Linked DNA regions of Sus scrofa: regions 1 and 2 are each linked to region 3. The links are chromatin contacts, called in public HiChIP or PLAC-seq maps. All regions are on one chromosome and are shown on one strand. The core of a region is the stretch at or near the end of the contact, and the rest is flanking DNA. Distances in the headings are between cores, read along the strand shown. Region 1 overlaps EPAS1 (endothelial PAS domain protein 1). Region 2 overlaps PRKCE (protein kinase C epsilon type). Region 3 has its middle 88 kb from the start of EPAS1.

Region 1 (3,379 bases), core at 825-3,324, 130 kb after region 3:
AGTATGTATTGGCCTGGAAGAGACAGGTTCTAGCCTCGGCTCTGCCGCTCATGAGCTGAACTGCACTAGGAAGTAACTTAACCTGACCAGGCCTTAGTTTCCAGATCTATGAAATGGGGACATGCAGGTGGTGAGGATGGAATTAGACAGGGAGCAGCCACATGTCTCAGGATTCTAAGTGTCTGCTCACTGACTATACATTCTGCAAGGGCTCATGCAGGCACTTGCTTCGTGACCTTGGGCAAGTCACATGCCTGAGCCTAAGCTCCCATGTGTGTAAATCGGTCTCACAGTCCCTACTGTATTGTGTTGTTGGGAGAATTATCACGAGGTCATATATGTAAAGTTCTTGGGATAGCCCTCAGCACAAAAGTAGGGTCAGTAACTGTGTGGCTAAGGGATCATAGTAGGAGCCAAATCATAAAGGTTGTTGCCAGACAGAGCACAGACTCCAGACAGCCTTTTCCTTTCCTGACTCTTCCTCTCTGCCTTGTCTGCTCTTTCACTCGAAGGGGCAAAGGGGAGTTCCCACTGTGGCTCAGCAGTAACAAGCCTGACTAGTATCCATGAGGACGTAGGTTTGATCCCCAGCCTTGCTCAGTGGGTTAAGGATCCAGCATTGCCGTGAGTTGTGGTGTAGGTCGCAGACTCAGCTCAGATCCTGAGTTTCTGTGGCTGTGGCCTAGGCTAGCAGCTGCAGCTCCAATTAGATCCCTAGCCTGGGAACTTCCATACGCCTCTGGGGTGTGTGGCCCTGGAAAAGGAGGGGAGGGGCACACAAAGGGGAGTGCTGTGCATGCAGGTGAGGGTGTCAGTGTCGCAGCCTGTGCTGGTGGCTCTTTCGCCCCAGGAGGCCTTCTCCAGATGCCCCTAATGGCTGGCCCTGTATTGCCCATGCTTCTGTGGAGGAGCGCATGGGTCGGTGCTCCTTTACCTGGCTCTCAAGACACACAGGCGTGATGGGCATAGTTACAGCATCCTGTCTTCTTTCCCCTCCCTTCCAAGGTTTACAAGGATACCTGTAAACCTTGAACAGCTGCTTTTGTTCCACAATCAGAGTCAAGATTAAAAGGCAAATGGGAGGGGCTAATATGCAAACTGCCACTACAGGCCAGTGCAAAAGCCAAATGATCCTAAGGGCAGGCTCTGAGGGTGTGGGGCTGGGTGGGGTGCAGGGCCGAGAGTTTTCACTCAGAGCTGGAAGTCAGGGGCAGAAGAGGAAACAGAAGGTGGGTAAAGGAAACAGAAAAGGGAGATAGGACCGAAAAAAAAAAAAAAAAAAGAAAAAAAAAGAAAACAGTCTCACCCATTTCACAATTTTCCTGAAGGTTCTTCCTGACCATCCACAGCTGTTGAACATTCTTCCTGCAGCCTGAGTATATGATGCTTAATCCATCCAAGGAGCTGGATGTTCTGTTTTTTAAAATGAGGCGTGTTGTAAAGTCAAAACAGTGCCTCTGCCCCAAATCTTGAGGGGCTTGAGAGGCGGCATGTCAACATTCCGGGAATCCCAAAATACTGATTTTCTGTCCAGATAACAGGCTGCAAAGCCAAACAAAAGGAGCAGCAGCCCCTGGTTTGGAAATCTCAGGAGGCAGGACAGACAGAGCAAGCTGGAGCTGGTTAGGTGAGGCCTTGAGCCAAGGACTGCATCGGACACTTTTAAAAAAAAAACAAACTTGTTTATTAAACAAGCAATACAGGTTTTTTTTTATAGAAGCATAAGAAAAATACAGATTCGCACTAAGAAAAAAAAAAAAAAATTCCTCCTAACCTCACTAACCTGAAACTGCTAACGCTTTTGAGGACAGAGGCAGGACAGTCACTGATGGATTCTGGGGCCCACCTGCCTGGTACAAAGACCCACTTCCCCATTCACCTGAGGAGAGGCTGCAGATGAATTACAGCAGCCCCCTCTTATCCACAGTTTCCATGCCCACAGTCAATCCCAGTCGGAAAATATTACGTGGAAAATTCTAGAAATAAACAATTCATAAGTTTTAAGTTGCATGCCACTCTGAGTAGCGTGATGAAATCTGCCACTGTCCCACCCAGGACGTGACTCATCCCTTTGTCCAGCATATTTGTGCTATATATGCTACTTGCCCACTAATGGAGGAGAAAACATAGTATGTATAGGGTTCGTTTGATGCTGTCCATTTTTCAAGCATTCCCTGGGGGGGCTTGCAACGAATCCCCTGCAGATAGGAGGGGACTGCTATAGAGTTCCCTTGTGGCTCAGTGGGTTAAGGATCCGGTGTTGTCACCTCTGCAGCTTGCGTCGCCGCTCTGGTGCTGGTTCAGTCCCTGGCCTAGAGACTTCCCCATGCCTTTACAGGCAAAAACAGAAAAAATAGATTACATTAAAAAGAGGGGACTACTGTACGAAGCCTCTGTGGACTTGCTTTCTCCTCTGTCAATTCGGGATCATAATAATAACTACTTCCAAGGGTAGTTGTCAGAATTATATAATGAAGCCAGTGCAGTAGTGCTTAAAACAGTCCCTGGAATATAATAAGTACCATGTCATACATGTGATAGCTGTAAGAATAATAGTTATTCGTATTTTATTAGATTGTTAGACTTTTTCCTATGTAATGTATAAGTGTTTTGCGTAATGCGTTTCTGCAGAAATCTGATTGCCGTCTACTCTTCTGTAACATTTCTATTTATATGATCATCTTTTCCTAGATAGAGTTGTTATTGATACTGGCTAACATCGACTGCTACCATTGGGATCAGCCTGGTGCCAAATAAAGACTACACATAATGTATCCTATCCAATCCTCACTTTAACTCTATGGAGCAATGCTGTATTACCATTTTATAGATGAGCAAATTGAGGCCAAACAGGTTAAATACTATACATGTGCACGAGCAGGCAAGTGGACCTCTGTCCTGCGGAGAGAAGGACAATGAGCAGGAGACCGGCTGGTAGCCTGTGCTGGCAGGATGAGAAAGGCAACGTGTTTTGTGCACAATGCTTTTTAACCCTCGGCAGGTGTGCGCTTTGGGACACCAGGCTCACGGGTGTCTGGCCAGCTGTTCTTGGACGCTAGTGGCATTTTTGATTTTTATGGCAGAAATCACTCTCTGATATGAAGTGGGATCTAGGGTCCAGTACTGGGCTTCTTTATTTCTAAGAGCATTTATCCAGAAGCAGTTCTTCATCTTGTTCTCCAGAGGCTTTAATACAGCCGTCCGGGCCCCTGGCCACAGCTTCCTCACACCTCCCTCTCCATCTGTGGGCATTCACCCCAGCCCCCTGATAGCCCAGGACCAGGTCCCAGGCACTGCCAGTTGATTGACTTAATCAGCCAGCCTTTGCTCAGACCGCGCCCATGTGCAGCCCCGGCATGGACTCCATGGCGTGCAGGAG
Region 2 (3,295 bases), core at 259-2,758, 150 kb before region 3:
AGACTGGGACCTGAACCCACAGTTTTAAACTAGAGTCACCCACCCGGCGTCTGGATTCACTGAGGTTCAGATTCTTCAGGCCTCCGTGCAGAAGAAATTCAGCGAGAGACAAAGTGATAGTCGAGAAATAGATTTATTAAGGTAGGACGCTTGTGAGAGATGCAAGCGGGCAGCAAGCCAAGGAGGCTCTGCCCCCAGGATCCGGTGGGCTGGAGTTTTATTATCCAGGGGGAGTGGGGGTCAGAAAAGATCACCTCTTCCTCTTTCTTTGAGTAGTAGCTCCTCTCTAGGATCCAGTAAGGTGTGTATTCACATCAGCAGAAGGGTGGTCCTCAAACTCCTGTGCTTAGTCTGAATCTGAATCCAGGTCTCATCCTGTCACCAAGCCAATGACTTGAGGCAATTCTCGCCCCTCCACTAGTCACACAGGCCTGCCTTGTTCTGATGGCTTTCTTGAGCAGTTACCTTCAGTGATCTCCCAATGTCCACTAGGTTTCCCTCTCTATCTGTGGTCCTTTATTGGGACTTTGTACAGCTACCTGTGCCTACTCCATCCCTATCAGTAGCGCTCCCCTCAAAGGGCTGCCATGGGAATCCAGTGATGGGGCCTTTTAGCACAGTGCCTGGCAGGTGGCACGCATGCACCTCTCAGACTGCCTTTCAGAGTCCTTTGTACATCGTCGCCCCTCTTTAGTGTCACCGAACCTATGAGATAGGCAGGGCAGTCATCTATTTTCCTTGACAGATGAGCAAAAGGCACAGATCGGTGCGAGGACTTGCTTGGGGACCTGTGGCTCATGAGGAGCTGGGGCTGAGTCTGGTGGCTGTCCCTGCTGCTCATTTTGGGGGTGGCGGGAGAGAAGACGGCCTTTGCCTCTGGAATGAACCCCAGCCCCTGGCTTCTGCCGAGGAAGCTACCATCCCTCTCTTAAAATAGCCATGAGTGTGTCAGCAGGACTTGCCCTCACAGTCAGGCCACCTCCTCACCCCCCAGCTTTTCGCAACCTGCCCCTCTGCTTGTGGCCAGTAGGAGGATTTGGGAAAGGTCAAAATGCCATGTATTCTCTTGCATCCCGGTTCTCCCAGAAGGTTCCAGGATGACTCGGGGGTGGTTATGGGCCAGGCCAAAAAATACCCAGGCAGCGGTGCCATGTGGATGCTTGCAGGCAGCTTAGCTAAGCAAGGGGGTGATGGATGAAAAGCCCTGCAACCCTAGAAGCTCCTAATCAGGAGGCTGAGAGAAAGGGGTGACGCATTTTAATCCTCTCCATAGTCTCCTCATTAAGTGACTCTCATTAGTCATGGGTCAAGGGTTTCTCCCCAAGCCTGTGCTTTTGGGGCTATTAATGAAATTTCAGGTTTTCCAGCTGAGAATGCCACATCTGCAGTCTGACTGTGTTTTCGGCGGCAAGAAAGGAGCCCTTTGCCAGGAATACCTCATGTACTGGAAACAGGAAGGTATGGAAAATGAGGCCGTTATCATCAGCGCCACTGCTAAAGGTCACGGTTTCATTTATAGAACTGGAGCCATCCAGCTGGAAGAGAAAGGCCCATTCTCATCCGCAGGCAGCATGAAAGGCGTAGAAGTGCGGATCGGATGGCCTGCACTCATGATGCAATGGCAGGAAATCAACATGTCGTATTTACAAAGATCAGTCATTTCTGGGAGGATTAGAGAGGAGCAAAGGTGAACCAACCATTAGTTATGGACTTAGGAATATCATTTTCAGCAACAGCAACGACAGCACATCACCACATCAGCATTTGGGGGATAGAGGGAGGTCAGGGAGCCTGTGCCCCTCGTCTCTTTCACTGGGCACGATACCAGGAAGTCCCCCCAAATGGGAAGGTGTCCTCAGTCCCCACATCTGAACCCCACACCCTATGTTTTGATGGCCATCAGACGTGGGTCTTGCTGTCTAAGTGGATTTGTACACCATCCCTAATGGCGGGGCTCTCACCCCTAGTGTGCATTGCATCTCCCAGGGAGATGATTAAATGGCAGATGATAGATCCCACCCCTGGAGAGTCAGATTTTGTGGGACTCGGATTTGCATTCTTTGAACGCAAGGTGGTCACTGATAGCGCTTTGGGAAACACTGCCCGATAGTGGCATCACCATCTACTTTTGGAGAGAGCTGGCTTTAAGATCCATTGCCAAGTAACTGCCCGAGGCACTGTCCTAGGCCCACTGGGCTTTGCCAAAGATGCATACGCCCTGAGCCTTATCCTTAAGAAGAGTATATTAGGAGTGGAGTGAGCAGTGCTGGGTTTGCCAGGATCAGATGCTGGACCGCTGTTGGAGTTCTGAGAGGGCTGGAGAGTCAGGGCCCCAGGCACAGGGGAGATGAGACTTAGCCCACACCAGGCTGGAAATGATAGCACTCTAGGTTTTTAGAGATTTTGCTCAGAAATAGAGAGTATCTTGAGGCCCTGCAGACCGGGGTCTATGAGCAGTCAGAACCTCCGTTTTTATACCCTGACGTGATCCTGAGGTGGGGCTTGGGGGACTGTCATCCCCTTTAATAGATAAGAAAACAGGTGGTATTCTTGAAATTCTCACAGAGCTGTGGGGAGGAGTGAAATCTCTTGTACAGGCCCCTCAACACCAGCTGAGATTCTCCTGGCTGCTCAGCACTGAGAAAAGTTGCAGGAGAGAACCAGGGCTCTTGGAGTCATTTTTAAGGCTCTGTCTCTTTAAAAAATATTATCTCCCCTCTCATTGGCCTTCAAGATCCATCTAAAATCTCTTTCTTTGCAAATATCTGCGTAATCTGTGCACCTCCCTTGTCCTTAGAGTCTAATTTCTTCTTCCTTTTATCTCCATATGACCCTTACTCTGTGATACTCTGCCCCCTCTGCTGCTTTATACAGTAATTATGTCCATGCCAGCATCTTTCCTCACTCTAGACTATAAAGATCTTGAGATGGGGCATTACTATTCACTCTTTTTTTCTTTTGCATCTGCTTTGGCTCTTAGCATCATAGTGGTTAAAAATACCTGTTGCATTTAATAGCCCCTCAGTGTGAACATACCGATTTCATAAGAATCATAAGAATCACAGTAGCTACGTTGATTGCTTCGGTGATCTATGGCCATGCAACAAACCACCTCAAAACTTGGTGGCTTAAAACAACAATAAATTATGTCTCCTTATTCTGTGGGCCAGGACCTCAAGAAACTGAGCTAGGTGGCTTTTCTGCTCCTCCACGTGGCCTCAGCTGGTAACCCTCTCTTGGCTGTATTCAGCTGGTGTCTGGGCTTCACTGGAAGGTGCCAGGGACCTTCATTGGT
Region 3 (3,346 bases), core at 780-3,279:
GTTTGAATTCTCCAAAGGGGACTGAGATGAGAGTGGGTAGATTGTGGGTGGCTATGGAGGGAACAGACTGTTACCTAGGAACTTATCCCTACCTGCTATCATAATCTTCATGCATCGCCCACTGCTAGAAAGTCTACTGTTGGGAAGTAGCAGCATCAAGCACAGGCACTACCTGCATATCACCTGTCACTGGCTACCTGTGTAGAGCCTGCTTCCTTTACCAGCCCTCTTCCTTGCATCAGCTGAGGGAGAGCAGGACTCTGAAAAAGGAGCAGACACTGATGGGGAAAATCCACCAGAGCAGCTGAAGATAGATGATAGGTCTAGAGTAGCAGTTCCCAGAATGAGGTCTGAAGACTCCTGGGGATCTCTAAGATTTTTTCATGGAATGCATTAATTATTTCTTGTGTCATAAATTACCCCAAAACTCAGCTGCTTAAAACAACAAACAGGAGTTCCCATTGTGGCTCAGTGGTAACAAACCCAACTAGGTTACATGAGTATATGGGATGTGGGTTTGATCTCTGGCCCCACCCAGTGGGTTAAGGATCCGGCATTGCCATAAGCTGCAGTGTAGTTTGCAGACATGGTTCAGATCTGGCGTTGCTGTGGATGTGGTGTAGGCCGGCAGCTGCAGCTCCAATTCGACCCCTAGCCTGGGAACTTCCATGTGCCAAAGGTGCGGCCCTTAAACAAAAACAAAAAAAAAACAAGAAAAACCAAAAAAACCCCAAATATTTATCACTTCTTAGGATCTCACAGTAAGTCAGGAATCTGGGCATGACTTAGCTGGATGCCTCTTCTCAGGGTCTCTCACCGGCTATGGCCAAGGTGTCGGCTGGGCTGCAGTCTCATCCGATGACTCACCTAGGGAAGGATCCACTTCTAAACTCAGGGCCGTGGTTGCTGACAGGATTCAGTTCCTCTCTCAGGGCCTCGGTTCCTTACTGGATTTTGGCCAAAGGCCTCCCTCTGTCCTTCACCAGGTGGGTCTTTCCCTTGTGAAGCTCAGAACATGGCACTGACTTCCCTCAGAGCAAGGGAGCGAGAGGGCACCCTCGAGATCAAAGCCACAGTCTTTCTCTTACGTCATCTTCAGGGTGACTTCCCATCACTACAGCCATGCCACTTCACCACTCACTTCCTTGGAAGTGAATCACCAGGTCCAGCCCACACCCCAGGGGATTACACAGGACATGAGGATCAGGAGGTGAAGATCCCTGGAGACACTCTAGAGGCTGCTCTATACACAAGGGTCTCTCTTTTCCAACTGTACATCTCTGGGACACTTGATTTCTTTCTATGCTTCAACCAAACACAATATAAGAGCTTTCATAAGAAGTATATTTAAGACCCAGTTGCCCTGTATTAAGCTCACAGTAAAGAGATTTGTAGAAATAGGAGTTCCCACTGTGGCACAGTGTGTTAAGAGTCTGACCACAGCAGCTCAGATTGCAGAGGCAGTGGTTCCATTTCCGGCCCAGTAAAGTGGGTTAAAGGATCCGGCATTACCACAGCTGAGGCAGAGGTCACAACTGAGGTTTGGATCCAGTCCCTGGCCCAGGAACTTCCATATGCCATGAGTGCGGCCATCAGCTAAATAAATAGATTTGTAGAAAGAGAAAACAATGCCACTCTGGGGATAGATATAACCAACATTAAAGCAAACAAACAGAAAAACCTCTTGTTGGCTCCACCTCGTAAATCAACTATAATTTTTTTAATTCCAAAAAATATTAAAGTAAGAATAAGAGTTCTCGGAGGTCTTCATAATTTTTGAGTGTAACAAAAGACTTGAGACCAGCAAGTTTGAGAACTACAGGTCTGGAAAGGCAGAGCTAGGATACAGCCTGAGGACGGTCGCTTGGTGGGAGGGTGGGGGTGGAGGACACGCTGGGAGAGGTCTCTCTGCCAAACACCATCGGAGGCCTGGACGCTTGGGAAAGGGGTGGTTAAATCCAGCGAGTCCCTGAGAGGAAGGGCCTGAGTCTAACTTTCACTTTCTTCCCAGTTCTGCACACAGGGCGTCTCTGAGTGTTTGCCCTTTTCTGCCTCGGTGTGCATAAATAGGTCCCCCACACAAGAATCAGCTGGCCTGAGCCCATGTGCGTGTGTGCATGTGCGTGTGCGTGTGCGGGCTGATGCGGGCGAGCATGTGTAACATTATCATGTGTGCATGTACACCAGTGTCTGTGTGCCTGTTTAAGCGCAGGTGTGCCTGGGGCCCCTGGGACTGGGCAGGGCCTGGCCAGCAGGCCCCCGAGGCACCCTGCAGAAGGAGGAGGGGGGTAGGGGGTTGGGTGGCATGCCCACCACCGCCACGGCTGTGGACCCCTGAAATGCCCTTGGCCTCTGCTCTCAGCATGACTCTCACATATTTTCATCTTCTATGGGAACTTCCTGATTAGCTTCCTGTTGTTCTTGGACTTTTTTAGTTAGGTTTTTTTTTTTTTTTTTAAATGTCATAATTCTTTAATCGGCTTTTTTATTTTGCCCGGAGAGGCACTGTGGTCCCCGGCCCCCTCTGAGAGAGGGAGAACATATTCTGTCAGGGCAGCCCAGGTACTTAGCTGGAGGTAAAGGTGCCCAGGAGTTGGGCTGGGGCATCAGCACCTCTTTCCATCAAGATAAACCCACCCTTCCAAACCCCAGGTGATTTTGTAGAAGCTGTTCCGAGCAGGGGCAGTGGGAGGGAAAGAAGCCTGGGTAGGGGGTGGGCAATGGGCCTCCCTGCAATTTGTCTCATGGGCACAAGGATCATTTTGAGCTGATGATTTTGAGAAGCTCCTAAAAGAGAGTTGAAGTTAGTCTCTGTAGGGAAATTTACTTTTGCAAAGGAAATCACCTTTCTCTGTAAGGGTGTCTCCTCTCAGTCCTCTGAAGAAAGCCCCTACCAGAGATAACGTTTTCTGCCTGAGACTGAAGAGCAGGGCAACTTCCTTGCCTTTCCCCCTGTCACCTTCTGGGTTGTCTGCTCCCCCCAGAAGCCCCAGGCCCCTGTCCCTTTCCTTTGTCCAGGGCGATGTACATAAGCCTCGATCCTCTGTGCCTTTTGAGTCTCATGTTTTCGTGGGGCTCCCGTGTGCAGGTACCTGCATAATTAAAGTGGTGGTTTCTCTCTCCTGTTCATCTGTCTTACGTCAATGTAGTTCTTAGGCGAGTCACAGAACCTGGACAGGTAAAAGGAAGAATGTTTCCTCCCCTGCAGCCTCAGGGCAGACTTCTCTAGGGGTCAGGGAGGTTCTGGCCAGGGCAGTGTCCCAGGATTGCAGGGCACAGTGACTCAGCAGTTCTGCTCCTTGTCTGTCTTTCCCACCACCTCTGAAGCTGCAGAAGGGAATGAAGC

Evidence for each region. HiChIP or PLAC-seq counts read pairs in DNA pulled down with a chosen protein or histone mark.
Region 1: an H3K27ac HiChIP or PLAC-seq map of alveolar macrophages shows a contact between it and region 3. The contact joins two enhancer-like sites. A contact is called at or near these places in 3 of 47 Hi-C or Micro-C datasets (fibroblasts, retroperitoneal adipose tissue and skeletal muscle) and 2 of 2 datasets of contacts at active chromatin or transcription factors (alveolar macrophages and skeletal muscle).
Region 2: an H3K27ac HiChIP or PLAC-seq map of skeletal muscle shows a contact between it and region 3. The contact joins two enhancer-like sites.

Annotation. Positions count from the first base shown.
Region 1 is chr3:94,205,621-94,208,999 of Sscrofa11.1, reverse strand. All of the region lies in intron 1 of EPAS1 (endothelial PAS domain protein 1), which reads left to right. Among named protein-coding and RNA genes, the nearest start is that of EPAS1, 46 kb to the left of the region's middle. Within about 2 kb of position 2,074, at least 6 of the 83 cell types and tissues checked have an H3K27ac peak or open chromatin away from gene starts, as enhancers often do. A contact at or near this core is called in alveolar macrophages, where this site is marked.
Region 2 is chr3:94,487,779-94,491,073 of Sscrofa11.1, reverse strand. The region is part of intron 11 of PRKCE (protein kinase C epsilon type); the gene reads left to right. Among named protein-coding and RNA genes, the nearest start is that of EPAS1, 240 kb to the right of the region's middle. Within about 2 kb of position 1,508, at least 4 of the 83 cell types and tissues checked have an H3K27ac peak or open chromatin away from gene starts, as enhancers often do. A contact at or near this core is called in skeletal muscle, where this site is marked.
Region 3 is chr3:94,339,909-94,343,254 of Sscrofa11.1, reverse strand. No RefSeq gene overlaps it. Among named protein-coding and RNA genes, the nearest start is that of EPAS1, 88 kb to the right of the region's middle. Within about 2 kb of position 2,029, at least 31 of the 83 cell types and tissues checked have an H3K27ac peak or open chromatin away from gene starts, as enhancers often do. A contact at or near this core is called in alveolar macrophages and skeletal muscle, where this site is marked.